Regions from separate parts of the Mus musculus genome. Here region 1 is linked to region 2. A link is a contact called in public promoter capture Hi-C data. All regions are on one chromosome and are shown on one strand. The core of a region is the stretch at or near the end of the contact, and the rest is flanking DNA. Distances in the headings are between cores, read along the strand shown. Region 1 holds the start of Uba6 (ubiquitin-like modifier activating enzyme 6). Region 2 overlaps Uba6 (ubiquitin-like modifier activating enzyme 6).

Region 1 (7,092 bases), core at 2,626-5,125, 43 kb after region 2:
GGTGTCCAATATATGGAAACTCTACTCTAGCATACTAATTTCCCTGAAGTTGGTTGCTAAAAATATTTTAGTGTATGTATGTTTGAATACTGCTGTAGTATACAAGTTTGTATGGAAAAGTCCAAGGGCAATGTCTACAGAGTCGGTGTTTTCCTCCCATCATGTGGGACTAACTCAGGTTGTCAGGCTTGGTGACAAGCACCTTCAGTCACTGAACCATTTCTCTAATCCGCAGAGATTTGGTTATATACACCTGAAGCTGAGAACTTAATCTGAGTTCATTCTTCTTTGTTATATGGTCTTAAGATGCAAGGAGCAGCAGATTCAGCATCGCTATATATCTTAGTCTTCCAGAAGTCTCGAAGAGTCACTAAATTCTCAGACTCTCAAACTTATTAAGTTAGGAGTATCAGTGAATCGACTTTGAACAGTATACTGGCTAGTTTTGTGTCAACTTACACAGCTGGAGTTATCACAGAAAAAGGAGCTTCAGTTGAGGAAATGCCTCTGAGATCCAACTGTAAGGCATTTTCTCAATTAGTGATCAAGGGGAAAAGGCCCCTTGTGGGTGGGACCATTCCTGGGACAGTAATCTTGGTTCTATAAGAGAGCAGGCTGAGCAAGCCAGGGGAAGCCAGCCAGTAAGGCACATCCCTCCATGGCTTCTGCATCAGCTCCTGCTTCCTGACCTGCTTGAGTTCCAGTCCTGACTTCCTTGGTGATGAACAGCAATATGGAAATGTAAACTGAATAAACCCTTTCCTCCCCAACTTGCTTCTTGGTCATGATGTTTGTGCAGGAATAGAAACCCTGACTAAGACAAACAGTTAATATAATAGCACAGATTCCAGTACTCTCAATACTATCCAGAGGAGAGTCTTAACTAACTTTAAAACAAACCAAATTAACAACCACAATCACAATTAAGAAAATTCTATTGCTTTAGGATCACTTTCAGTGTAAAATGATGTACTAATTATTTTTCTCATTTCTAAGACAAAATACTGGATAGAAAAAGGAAAAAAAAAAGAGATGTATTTGGGTCACAGTTTTAGAGTTCATTTATGGTTGCTTGGTCTCATACAGGTGGAAAATGTACCACAGTGACTCATAGCCAGCAGCAGAGACACTAAGGAACTAATGGCCAGGGCTAACCTTTCGAAGCTCACCGTAGGTGATCTTTTCTTCCTCTCTCTAGGCTCTACCTACTTAAGTTTCTATATTTCCTCAAAAGTACCACCAATAAGGGACCTTTAAATAAATGAATAGAAGACTCTTCCTATTCAAGGTATATCTCACTTTAAAAAAAAACTCATTAGAGTTCATCCAAATTATAACTGTCATGAATTTCTCTACTATCTATATTGTATTTTCTTGAGAATTCACTAAAATAATTTTCCTCTAAACTTGACTGCATAACCGAAGAAACCCCTACACTATCAAGAATAGTAGTAAAACCTATTTTCTAAACTCAAGACATTTACTTTCTTATTAGAGAGTAAAATTACATGCTAAAACTTTCATACTATATATAACGTGAGAAAATCCCACAAAAATCTCAATTTTAATTTAAAAGAACTTGTAGGATATCCATATGAAATTCTTCACAGGTATAGCCATCAAAAAAGACTATGAGATTCTATACTAACCATTATAAAAGGTGGGTTTTAGTCTCTGAAGTTCTTACCTGTATAATCCATCATCGATTTCCAAAGATTCTGTTGTCATGGTAGGTAAATTTTTACTTGCACTAGGGGGGAAAAAAACCCAAACTATTAAACAGCAAATATGGGTTTTAATTATTCATACTCTATAATGTGAAATTCAATTGTGCATGAAACAAGATTCCCAAGTTACTAAAGGTCTGTACTGGCTGGTTTTGTGTGTCAACTTGACACAGGCTAGAGTTATCACAGAGAAAGGAGCTTCAGTTGGGGAAGTGCCTCCATGAGATCCAGCTATGGGTCATTTTCTCAGTTGGTGATCAAAGGGGGAGGGCCCCTAGTGGGTGGTGCCATCCCTGGGCTGGTAGTCTTGGGTTCTATAAGAGAGCAGGCTGAGCAAGCCAGGGGAAGCAGGCCAGTAAGGAACATCCCTCCATGGCCTCTGCATCAGCTCCTGCTTCCTGACCTGCTTGAATTCCAGTCCTGACTTCCTTTGGTGATCAACAGCAATATGAGAAGCGTAAGCTGAATAAACCGTTTCCTCCCCAACTTGCTTCTTGGTCATGGTTTTGTACAAGAATAGAAACCCTTAGCCGGGCGTGGTGGCGCACGCCTTTAGTCCCAGCACTCGGGAGGCAGAGGCAGGCGGATTTCTGAGTTGGAGGCCAGCCTGGTCTACAAAGTGAGCTCCAGGACAGCCAGGGCTATTCAGAGAAACCCTGTCTCGAAAAACCAAAAAAGAATAGAAACCCTTAGACAAGGTCCTTCCATACAAAATGTATGTTTTCTTAGGTATCATCTTCCTTAGAGTTTTAAAATGTGTTGAAGTTAATTTCACTAACTGTTGCTATGTGCAGTGCTTGCTGTTGAGATTTTTAGAGCAACCAGACACTAACTGCACTGTAAGCACCTCATATAATAAAGTCAGCATATTCACACAACATATACTAAAACTATATATAAACCTGTAGTATCCTATCATTTTGTTTCTATTTTACACACTTTATTGCACTTGCTATTCTATGTTACACACAATGACTTAGGTGGATTAAAGTTCTGACTAAAAATGAGAACGGGGTTATGCTCAGCCGCTTAATGGCTATGGCCAACACTTAAAAAGCTCTGTCTCAATGATTGTTTCGAGAATATGTTCAAAAACAGTCACGCCTGATTGCACATACTTGTAATCTCAGAAATTCAGACGAGGAGGGAGGAAGCCATCTTTGGCAAACTTGGAGCCAGCCTCAGAATCAATATAATAATAATAATAATAATAATAACAACAACAACAACAACAACAACAATAACAAATCATCTGTAAGAGCAACTAAGGGGCAGATATTTGTATTCAATAATATTTCTTAAGTCGATTTTGGCAGCATTGGCCAGGGCAGACAATACTTCCATCCAGTCCTTGAAGTATATGTCTCAATGTGCAATGTAAAGCTAGTAACGTAAGAAATCCATCACTTCTATATTTGGTATGTAATAGTCATATACTGGGTAGGATACAAGCGGGGCTTTCTTAACTGTAAGATGACCAAAAGAGAACTAACGCAAACACTGGAGAGAGTATACCAGGACCCCAACCCCGGAATTTTTGCAGGCTGAGAAAGAAAAACTCCAAGATCCTCAGCGGGAAATAATCCTAGGAACCTTGGGCCCCGCCCCGCGCTCCAACACCCCCGTAGTAAACAGAGAGGATTCTCGGGGTGTCCACACTGCAACGGATTCATCCTGACTTGAGCTCTCAAGAACAGTTTTCCTAAGGAGCACGGCTGGAGGAGGATAGTGCTCCGTGGCGCTGAAGGAAGTGTGCCAAGCAACAGGGGCCACAACCCTCTCCTGAATGACTGGCCGCTCAGAAGTAGTGACCTGAGGGAAGGATGCTGGACCCGACCCGGGAAGAGCCGGTCTCCTCAGAGGAGCGGAGCTGGAGCAGCGAGGGCAGCGCCCACGCCGCCACACCCACCGCCCGCCGGCTCGCTCGCTCGTTCGCCACCTCGCTAGCTCCCTGTGGCTCCGCGCGGCCCCGTGGCCTCCGCGCGCTCCGAGCCGCCGGAACGCGAGAACGGAGCCCGCGTCGGCGTTCCTCCGCTCCTTCCCGCCCAGCCTGCCCCGGGCCAGGCCTCTCACCCGCAGGCTCCCCAGGAGGAGCAGGACGCCTCTTCACAGGAAAGCACAGCCAACGGCTCGGACCGCTCCATCGCCTTCCGACAGACTGACTGCAGCGAGGCGGGGAGGCAGGCGAGGGGGCGGGGCCGCGAGGGTCAAGGGGCGGGCGGCGACGTCACCAGGGGGAGGAGCTGGGGAAAAGTACGCCCAGGACAGGGTTTCCAGTCAGCCCCTGGGACACCTGACTTCCGGTTGGGGCGGGGCAACGGGGCGCGCTTCCTTGCAGGTGAGGGGAGTGCCTACGTGAAGGCTGCTGAGCGCTGAGGGCAAACGCGGAACCAAAACGCGTCACTTCCGGCTGTGAGAGCGTACCGCTCCAGGGGGCTCGACAGCTACCAGATGCTGTTGCCTTGCAAATCCAGAACTGTTACAGTGCCTTGAGGAGATCGCTTTTCTGAACAACAACAACAAAAAGAGGACATTTCCAGGCTGGGATTCCACTTAAAGATTCCATTTAAATTGTTTTGAACATCTATTACTGATCTCTGTAGTCAAGTGACTAAAAAGAGCTGTAAAATTTGGCACTTTCATTTTAAGGGAGGAAAAACAAGGAACTCAAATGATATGATCAAAGACATACAGCCAGTAACTCATATTACCAGTTCTCTGATTGCCGATTTCTCATCTAATTCTTTTTTTTCATTCATTCTCATTTTACCATTTTTAGAAAACAATTGTGTACACACAGTACAATTAAGAATCTTTGTTGTTGTTTTTTTTCGAGACAGGGTTTCTTTGTGCAGCCCTGGCTGTCCTGGAGCTCACTCTGTAGACCAGGCTGGCCTCGAACTCAGAAATCTGCCTGCCTCTGCCTCTTCCTCCCAAGTGCTGGGATTAAGTGTGTGCCACCACGCCCAGCTATTAAGAATCTTTCTAACTGGTGATGTGTTTGACGAAACACTAGCCCAATTTTAAAAATCCGTGTTTGATTATAGACATAGGGCAGCGTTCTGTAAAGTATAACAGGTTTTACTTCAAAATTGTCTTGAAATCACAAAAATGATTTTAGGGTTGGTGGTCACCACAGCACGAGAAGTTGTATGAAAGAGTCACAGCATTATCAGTGAGAACACAGTAGCTTCTCCGGGCAGAGGAACTTTGCTGTATGTTAAAGCATGTTTTTATATTTTTTACTAGCTTTGTGTCTTGACTTTTTCTGTATCTGTTACTGCTATTAGGGAAAATAAATTTTTATTTCCTTAGTCCAAGGAGACCATGGATTTAAGGGAAACTTTTCTAACTTAAAAACTATCTGTCCCTGTTGTATGGCTTGATTGAAAAAAAAAAAAAAAATGTGGCTCCCAACCAGGCAGCATACACTAGCTTGAGGCCCTTGACACATGTACAGCAGAGGACTGCCAGGTCTGGTCTGAGTGAGAGACTTGAGGCCCCAGGGAGTGAGGAGGTCTGGTGGGGAAGGGTGGGGGAGGGGCATCCTCTCGAAGAGGGAAAAGGAGGAGGAGGAGGAGGAGGAATGGGATGAGGAACTGCCAGAGGGCAGACCTGGAGGGGGACTGGACTGTTAAAAAAAAAAAAAAAAAAAAAAAAGATTTAAAAAAAGTAAAATACTAATACTACTAGTATGGCTCAATGCCTGTCATGTCCACTCCTATTCGTTCTCAACCCTGGTGTTAGCTGTCTCTTGTCTTCTTGTCTCTGTCTGTGCTGAGCTGCATCCTAACGCTGCATGTAATCATTCTACTTGCAAACATTTGTTTCTGAATAATTTCAGATTTACAGAAAATTTAGAAAGATAATAGAGAATTTATCTGAATTCTTCAAATAACTTGCCCATTTTGTATTTGGGTGCATTTTTCATGACTTAGAAATTGATATTTGTGTGATACTTAAATCCATACATTTTACTAAGATACCACAGGTTTTTCTGCTAACCATTCCCCTCAGAATCCATTCCAGGATAACAGGAAACATTTACGATGAGCTGATATTACCAAATTTTGTAGGTGAATACTGTGATGTGTATTTTCCTGAAACACATATGCCTGTGCAAATTCTGTAAATCAAAATGTTTACATTATAAATTATATATAACCAACAATCATATTGTTTCTATAATAACAGAACATATCCAAGTCTATTTCTCTTATTTCATACTTCTGAACTATTAAATAATAGCACAGTAAAGATGCTCAATATATAATTTCTTTGACTTACAGAAGACGACTCAGAGATTAAATGGCTCAAATAAATTCATATCATTTTTTTTCATACAACCAGGGCTAGAATTCAGTGTTGTTCCTAGCCTGGTGTTCTGAGAGACTGGACCACCCATTTCACAATTAAAAATTGATTACTAATGTCAAGTCAGCACATTAATACATATGTTCCTGAATTTTGAGCAAGATCTTTTCCCAAGGACGTTCTAAAATTTGAACTGGTTGAAAGCTAACTGTTTAACCCAGAGGTAATTCTTTTGTAAAGGAAAAGTCTTTATTAAAACCTTAATAGTTATGCACTGATTTGAGCTGTGGATCGGAATATGTATGTTGCAGACTGCATGTGCTTACATCACCCAGATTCAGATGTTGAAACCATATTCATGGTGATGGAATTTGAAGATTGCATTGTTCAGAGATGAAAGCTTAGAGATCCCTGTCATCCTTCTGGTCCTATAAGGGCATAGCAAGAGCCAATTTTCCCAGAACCAGAGTGGGCCCTTCCTTATAAGAGATACAAAATCTGTGGGCACTTTGTAGTCTTGAGAAAGGGGGGTTTATGTAAGAGCCTACACAGATTACAGCAATTGAAGATCACAGTGTTTGGAATAGTTTTAAAATGGTTTATAGAATAAAAGAAGAGCAATAGCCATAAGCTTGCAACTTAAATACCAGTTTCAAGGACATTCTAAAAAACAGGTTTTTAGTTTATGTGTGTATTTTGCCTGCATGTATATATGTACACTGCATGTGTTCCTGCTGTATCGGATACCTTGAAAAATGGATTTCTAGCTGGCTGTGAACCTCTCTGTGGGTGCAGATGCTCCGAACTAACCCAGGTCTCCTGGAACAGGAATAAGTGCCCTCAACCACTGAGCCACTTTCCAGCCCGTTCAGGGCATTTTAATTGTTTGATTGTGTACGTGACAGTGTTGGCAGAGAAAAATGTAACAATTATACTGTCACATTTACCTTTTGACTAATAAGGACAAAACCCCTGAAAATCCCTAAATGGGCCTTCAAATTTTCATATCTTTTTTCTGGGTAATATGCTGTCGTTTCATCTGGATCTATCT
Region 2 (6,909 bases), core at 2,171-4,670:
ATTCACTGATAAGTCCTGTTTCATAAAATAAGTTAATTTATCAACACATTTCTTCATTAAACACATTAAGTTCATACACTGAGAAGCAAGAAACTATAATAGCCCAAGCTGAACTAGATGAACCCGCATCCACATTAACTATTAGGAAGCTCCTATGAAAAACTGAGACATACTGCTTTTGAGATCGGTTTAGACTTGCAGCACAAGACTGAACACTATTAGTTTTTCCTAGACCTTTATATGTTTTATTTCCAAGAAAGATTAATCTATAACATGCATATGTACACTAAATACAGATTCAGATTTAGGGCATATGTCTATAATCCCAGCAGTTAAGAGGCTGAAATGGACGAATCATGAGTACACTTACTGGGTTTATATATCTACTTAGTAAAAACCTATCTTAAAAAAGAAAACAACAGAAACTAAGACCTTTTTCTTTTTATATTTCTCTAATCAGTTTACTTGAAGGCAGAATTTACTTAACTCTAAATATACATTTAAGGAGAAAGCTAAGCTATGCACATGAGCTCTCTCTAAACGATTTGAGTCACGCACTTGGGTGTGACTCAAAAGATGATGTCTCACAGAATGAGCATGACTCTAAGGACATGAAAATCAAAGCAGAACAACACTTTCAGACTTCTGGAAATGCATGAAAGTTAACATTAAAGGAAAAAATTATGTAAAGAGCATCTATTTCTATGAAGTATTTTTAAATTACTATGAACTGGCTCATTTTGACATCTAATAACTAGAATAACAGAAAAAGGTAAAAAAAGCTATAAACATTTTTACTACTTAAGTATGATTGCTTTCACAAATATTTCAACATTTAAAATTCAGAAAAAAAATTAGTTTTCTATTTATCTGCGCTATAATGAGTAGACAACTTCTGCCATTAGAATAGAGAGTAATACAATAAAATAAAAGATTTTTCTTTTTTAATCCAAAAGAATGATTTTAGCTGGGCATGAAGGTACATGCCTATAATCTGAGTACTTAGGAGGTAACAGCAAGAAGATCTGGAGCTTAAGGCAAGTTCTAGCTCATGGCTCAAACAAATGCACGAAAAGAGACTGAATGATTCTTAAGATCTAAATGCAAATTTTGAAGCCACCAACTAAGTCAATTCAGGTTTGAATCACTTGCTAGATCCCGAACAGTATCTTACCTTTTCTGAAAACGGAATACAATATACTGTAGCATATAGTTTTGCAGCACTCTGAAGAAAACTGAGGTGCCTTTTGAAATGAAATAAAAAATAAAGCAGTTTGAATGGCAGTTTTAAAGAAGATATTTAAGTCAGTAGGAAATACAGTCTTTATATTAATTAACACTTAAGAACTACATTTAAAGTCTGTTTTGAAGAGTTAATTTTTACCCCTTTTAAAGTTAAGGTAATGAAATTCTTGTCTAGACTAAAACAAGAGGAATACCAAATGTCCTTTTGATATAAAAACACATGTTAAAACACTATATTCAAGCAGTCATCAGGAATACTATGATATTCAGAACTATTAGAATACTTGGAGAAAAGTAATTTTAATTCATAAGAATATATGTATCAGGTATGAATGAGTATATATTAAATCTGAAATAGCAAAAAAATTTACTAAAAACAAAAATGGGCATGTCATACTAGAAAGGCAATTTAGTTGAATTCTGAAGGAAGTAATAGCTGAGAAAATTCAGCAAAGTGCTATTTGTAGAAAGGCAGATAAGTGAAGGGAGGCCAAGTGTTCGATGAGAGTGTGCACACTAAGTGTAACTATAAAAATAGCGTATAGATAGATCCAGGCACTCAGTAAGAAACAAACTAAAATCTTACTTGTATTAATATAGGTAGGTCATATTAACTGCATTTCCACAGAAAGCATCTTAGCTTTATTTATTGTAAGAACACATATTATCATTTTTATTTTCTTATAGTAGATGACTTAAGTATTTTATGGAGTAGATATTACAAACAATAAATGTATTAGGTACATAAATAAATAGATGCACATCTGTGTAGGAGGAATGTGGCTGGTTCTGCTGACTAGAATGACTTGTTAACTTTTGGATTAAGAGACTTAAATTATTTAACACTGAAGATTCTACAGTATATAACTAAGACATTTAAAGTTAAAATATACACATATACTTACAAAGGTTCATTTAAATCAAATTTTATTGGAGAAGGCGGCCTTTTTGGTGATTGCCAAAACAAACCTAGTAAAATGATAAAATATCATTTTTAATAAATATAGGTCTTATATAGTATTTCATATTACAATCTTTTCTCAATGGTTATACTCACTGCCATCTTTTAGTCTTGTCTCAAGAGGAAAACAGTGAAGAAGCTGCAGAGCCTAAAAGAGGAAGAAAACATGAAAAAAAATCCCCCCTTTTTGTTATCAGAAGAAAAAAAAACCCTGAAATTAAAAAAAACCTGCTCAGTACATATTTGCATATTTTCATTATAAATCAAACAAAAAGTCTAAAAGATACACAATGGGGTCTTGTAGTTAGCTTCCTCCTGTCCTGCCCGCATCATTATAGTCTTTTTAGAATTACTTCATACCTTTCTTACAATATTTACACACCATTTTGTATCTAAGAGCTAATCATTACAATAAATTTAAAAAAAATACAAATATATATGGCATTTAGCATTTCAAAATTATTTGCTTAAGATGTGCTTGGAAGAGGGTGGGAATATGAAACATCTGTAAACTGATAATGCTTCAACTGAAGTGAAAGGTAAAAAATGATGAATATGGACATTATACTATTTTCTTATATTTCCACGATTCCTTAATTTTTTTCTATACTACTAATAAAAAAAATCACCCAAAACAGGGCTGGTGCTCAGCGGGTAAAGCTACTTGCTGCCAAGCATAGAAACCTGAGTTTGATCCCTAGGACCCACATGGTGAAAGGCAAAAATTGCTGTTGTTTGTCTTTTGACGTCCACAGGAGCACTGTGGATGTGAACATACTCCACTCCTCTACAAAACAAATCATTAAAAGTGTATCAATAAAAATAAAAACACCAACATTAAAAAAATCCAAACCCACAATTACAGAAGATAGTTCAGAAGAAACGTAGTTAAGACATACAAAGAGTGTGCTGATTGCAAGTCCTTGAGAGTTTAGAGGCTAGGTCCTGCTCTGCAGACAAAAAGCTCATGAACAGGCCACAGAATCTCTCCAATCCCAGGCCATCCTGACAATGTCCTATGGAAGCCTGCCGCCTACTCAGTTCTCTGCTGCTTCTCTGAGCAGAGTCAGTCACTTTCGTGTCTTTCTCAATAAATCTTTTACCTGTGGTTTGTTGTACAGTGTGACTTTATGGTATTTCTTGGCACCCTACTGCCAGGACACCTTTCTCCTCAGAACTGTAACACACTGATAATTATGATAAAAACAGGGGAAATATTAAGGAAAGAAGTCCTATTTTTGGGGAAGTGAGCTTAGAACATTTCTCTAAAAAGCAAACCATACAGGAAGTGAAAACAAAAATATATCCTCAAAGACCATTTCTCTTAAGGATAACCTTATAAAGTAAGGGCTTAAGTGTAAATTGGGAGAGAAGCAAGCAGGGTACTGAGCAGAAGGCAAGATTCATATTGTTTCTTGGGGAGATGGGGTTTGGTGGAAGAAAGCTCAGGGATTGGCCCTGGTCTTGGGGTCAAGTAAGGGGCAGGGTGCTTTTCCTCCGCCCTGATATTAGGGTCAGGGTCAGGGTGTTCACTCCTTGGTCTTTTTGCCCTACCCTGAGGGATGGGTTAAAAAAGTACAGGATACAGTCTGTTAGCTATGTGACTGTAAGAATCACAGTGTGAATGAATATGTGCCTTGGCCTATTCTAAATGCTTTATATGGATTAGCTTATTTGATGCCTACTGTATTCTATATGTCTTAATTACTTTAGATTTTTAGTTGAAGAAAGACCATAAAATGTATTTATGAGTTATGATTAGAAAAGGCAAAATCTGAACAAAAATTCCATCTCAATTATCAGTCTCTTGTTTCTATTCTGAACAAACTTAAACGCCTCTTTTTTTTTTAAAGATTTCTTTATTATTATAAATAAGTACACTGTAGCTGTTTTTAGACACACCAGAAGAAAGTGTTGGATCTCATTACAGATGGTTGTGAGCCACCATGTGGTTGCTGAGATTTGAACTCAGGACCTTCGAAAGAGCCGTTAGTGCTCTTACCGCGCTGAGCCATCTCTCCAGCCCAATTGAACAAACTTCTTTAGACTACAGAATTAATGCACTCCATATTACCTAGAGACAAAAGCTACCTAAAACCCAGCTTAGCACATAGGGCCAAGTCAGTGCATAGATGACAAGTCAAGCTAACGGAGGCAGAGGCAGGTGGATTTCTGAGTTCGAGGCCAGCCTGGTCTACAGAGTGAGTTCCAGGATAGCCAGGGCTACACAGAGAAATCCTGTCTCGAAAAACCAAAAAAAAAAAAAAAAAAAAAAAAGAGAAACGGTTTATGTTAAATGGTTAAATGTTTTAACACAGAGAAATTGGTCATATGCCTAGGAGCTACTCTCATTTAACTTACTATTTATTTCTAAAATGCTTGGTGAAAAAAAAAGAACAAATATTTTAAGTCTGGGAAATTAGTAATAAATAAATGAGCCATGGACAGGCATTCATTTAATGTCTCAGAATGTATACTTACCTTATGGTTAAAGTATTTTTCAAACTTTAGTCTTGCTAACTCTACACACTGGGACCAAATTCTAGGTCTTCTGCTAAGTAGCTTAATAACTTGAAAACAGCCTTCTAAACTTTGTCCATTTTGTATCTTCTAGAATAAGAGGAAAACAAAGAAAAATAAAACACTTGATCACAAGCACAAACACATTCCAAAAGGACGATCCAAAGTGACTAACGGACTTAGTATTTTAATTTTTTTTCCTGCTTAAGAACTTCTCTCTCTCTCTCTCTCTTTCTTTCTTTAAATTATGAGGGGAATAGTAACTGGAATTTTAGACTACTTTTTCTTTTTTAAAAAATTTATTCTTATTTTGTGCACATTGGTGTTTTGCTTATATTGTATGTATCTCTGTGTGAGGGTGTCAGATCCCCTGGTACTGGAGTCAGAGACAGCTGTGAGCTGCAGTGTGGGTGCTGGCAATTGAATCTGGGTCCTCTGGAAGAGCAGTCAGTGCTCCTAACTGCGGAGGTATTTCCAGCTCCCAGATTTGAAGTTTGTTTGTTTCTTTCTTTCCTTTTTTTTTCTAGACAGGGTTTCTCTGTGTAGTCCTGGCTGTCCTGGAACTCACTTTGTAGACCAGGCTGGCCTCGAACTCAGAAATCCGCCTGCCTTTGCCTCCCAACTGCTGGGACTAAAGGCGTGCGCCACCACACCCGGCTAGATTTGAAGTTTCTTAATTCAAGAAATATTTTCATGTTTTCCTATGAGTAACATACTAAGTACCAAAGAGGTCCTTAGTATAGAGAGATCTAGGAGTAATAGTTAATTAAAAAATTGACTTTTTTAGTTGTGTATGATTAAATGTAAACTACTATCTTTGAAGTTGGCCTTATTGTAGTGATTATTTTCTCTTGAACTGACCTTAACTTTTTCCCCAAAGAATTTACCAAACCCTCTATTTTTTGCTATTTTATCATTATTATTACACCCTCATTTGGTTGAACCATAAAACCTAATGTTTGAAGGTCAGTGACAATTACATACAGTTCAATTAAGCTAAAACAAAACAAATCAAAACAACACAAAACAAAACAGGCTATTTGTGACCTAAGTTCAAGATTCCCAGTAGAACGTTTCACTGTGATCAAGTTTTTAATCACTCCCTATTTCTACAGGAGATATTATTTTTAGGTAACTAGAAAATAAGATTATACTAACATAAGTATCTGCAGTAAAATGCATTCCTTTACCTGTAAGACATCTTCTGCAGAGGGATATGCTTGCCAAAACTTGTTAAACAGTGAAGGTTTGTGGGAGAAGGAACTTTCAAACTATAAAGGGGAAAAAAAGTTTCAGATATGTTTAGTAGTTATAGTACTGCCTTTTCTAATTCAGAGAAGACAAATTCACTAAGAAGAACTTTTACCTTGTCTCTTGCCCACTGGATAGTATGTTCGATAGCTGCTGGAAAGGACTTTAGAGTGCAAAATGGTATTTCCTCTTCGGGGGGGTCTCGCTATTGAAAAATAAAAAGTAAAACCAAATATCTGGCTAAATTTTGAGTCTGATTAGTCTAAACATAAGGCCTGTTATACATTTTCATATCAGTCATTTACATAATAAAGCAAAAGTTAATTTCTTGGCCATTTAACCTGTTGAAAGTCATGTGAAAACACAAATCCCATCGTTCTTTACCATTGTGTACTTGTGCGGTGTGGCAGAAAGTCCTCATGGTAAATCATAATACATTATTAAGTTTTTTTTTCTAGAAAAATTCATGTGACATGTAAAATTTTATTACATTACTTCTAACTTAGAGAAGTGATTAAGAATCCTTAATATCTAAGCTCTTAGTGTTCCTAAAGATTCCCCATGAAGTAAATCATTTGGGAAAAGGACTCTTAGTAGTTTACTAGAAAGTATATACATTAGATGGGCAATGATTAATGTCTTACTAGTAGAAGTACCACTGAAGACCTCCTTGTCTATTAGATGGCTCACTTACAGCCTAAGCTTACTGGTTTACTCAGTCAAAAATGACTCAACTTATGCCTTTTTACTGAATGAATCTCTAATTTGATGATTTATGAGCAAATAACTTTTTATAATTCAATGAGGAGCATTGTAGGAATATTAAATTATGTTATACAAGAGTCTAAAATAAAAAAAAACAAGAGAAAGTTCAGCAAATGTAGCAGAATGAGAGGATCCTCTACTGTGAAAACCTTCCCATGGCATCATGC

The links. Promoter capture Hi-C pulls out the DNA fragments that hold promoters and counts their contacts.
Region 1: a promoter capture Hi-C map of macrophages shows a contact between it and region 2, with 5 read pairs. The contact joins the promoter of Uba6 here to the enhancer-like site in region 2. A contact is called at or near these places in 18 of 39 promoter capture datasets (the 3T3-L1 cell line, the C10 cell line, the HPC-7 cell line and 10 more), 60 of 484 Hi-C or Micro-C datasets (the AML12 cell line, CD4 T cells, the G1E-ER4 cell line and 35 more), 2 of 115 datasets of contacts at active chromatin or transcription factors (the SCID.adh cell line and embryonic stem cells) and 3 of 9 other capture datasets (adipose tissue, liver and macrophages).

What each region holds. Positions count from the first base shown.
Region 1 is chr5:86,168,868-86,175,959 of GRCm38.p6, forward strand. It overlaps Uba6 (ubiquitin-like modifier activating enzyme 6), which reads right to left and starts at 3,876. Exons shown (of 33, transcript NM_172712.2): 1 at 3,801-3,876; 2 at 1,688-1,750. The coding sequence starts at 3,871.
Region 2 is chr5:86,126,526-86,133,434 of GRCm38.p6, forward strand. It overlaps Uba6 (ubiquitin-like modifier activating enzyme 6), which reads right to left. Exons shown (of 33, transcript NM_172712.2): 21 at 6,093-6,182; 22 at 5,917-5,997; 23 at 4,688-4,816; 24 at 2,303-2,354; 25 at 2,151-2,214; 26 at 1,175-1,244; 27 at 1-15. Among named protein-coding and RNA genes, the nearest start is that of Uba6, 43 kb to the right of the region's middle. Within about 2 kb of position 3,421, at least 12 of the 459 cell types and tissues checked have an H3K27ac peak or open chromatin away from gene starts, as enhancers often do. A contact at or near this core is called in bone marrow-derived macrophages and macrophages, where this site is marked.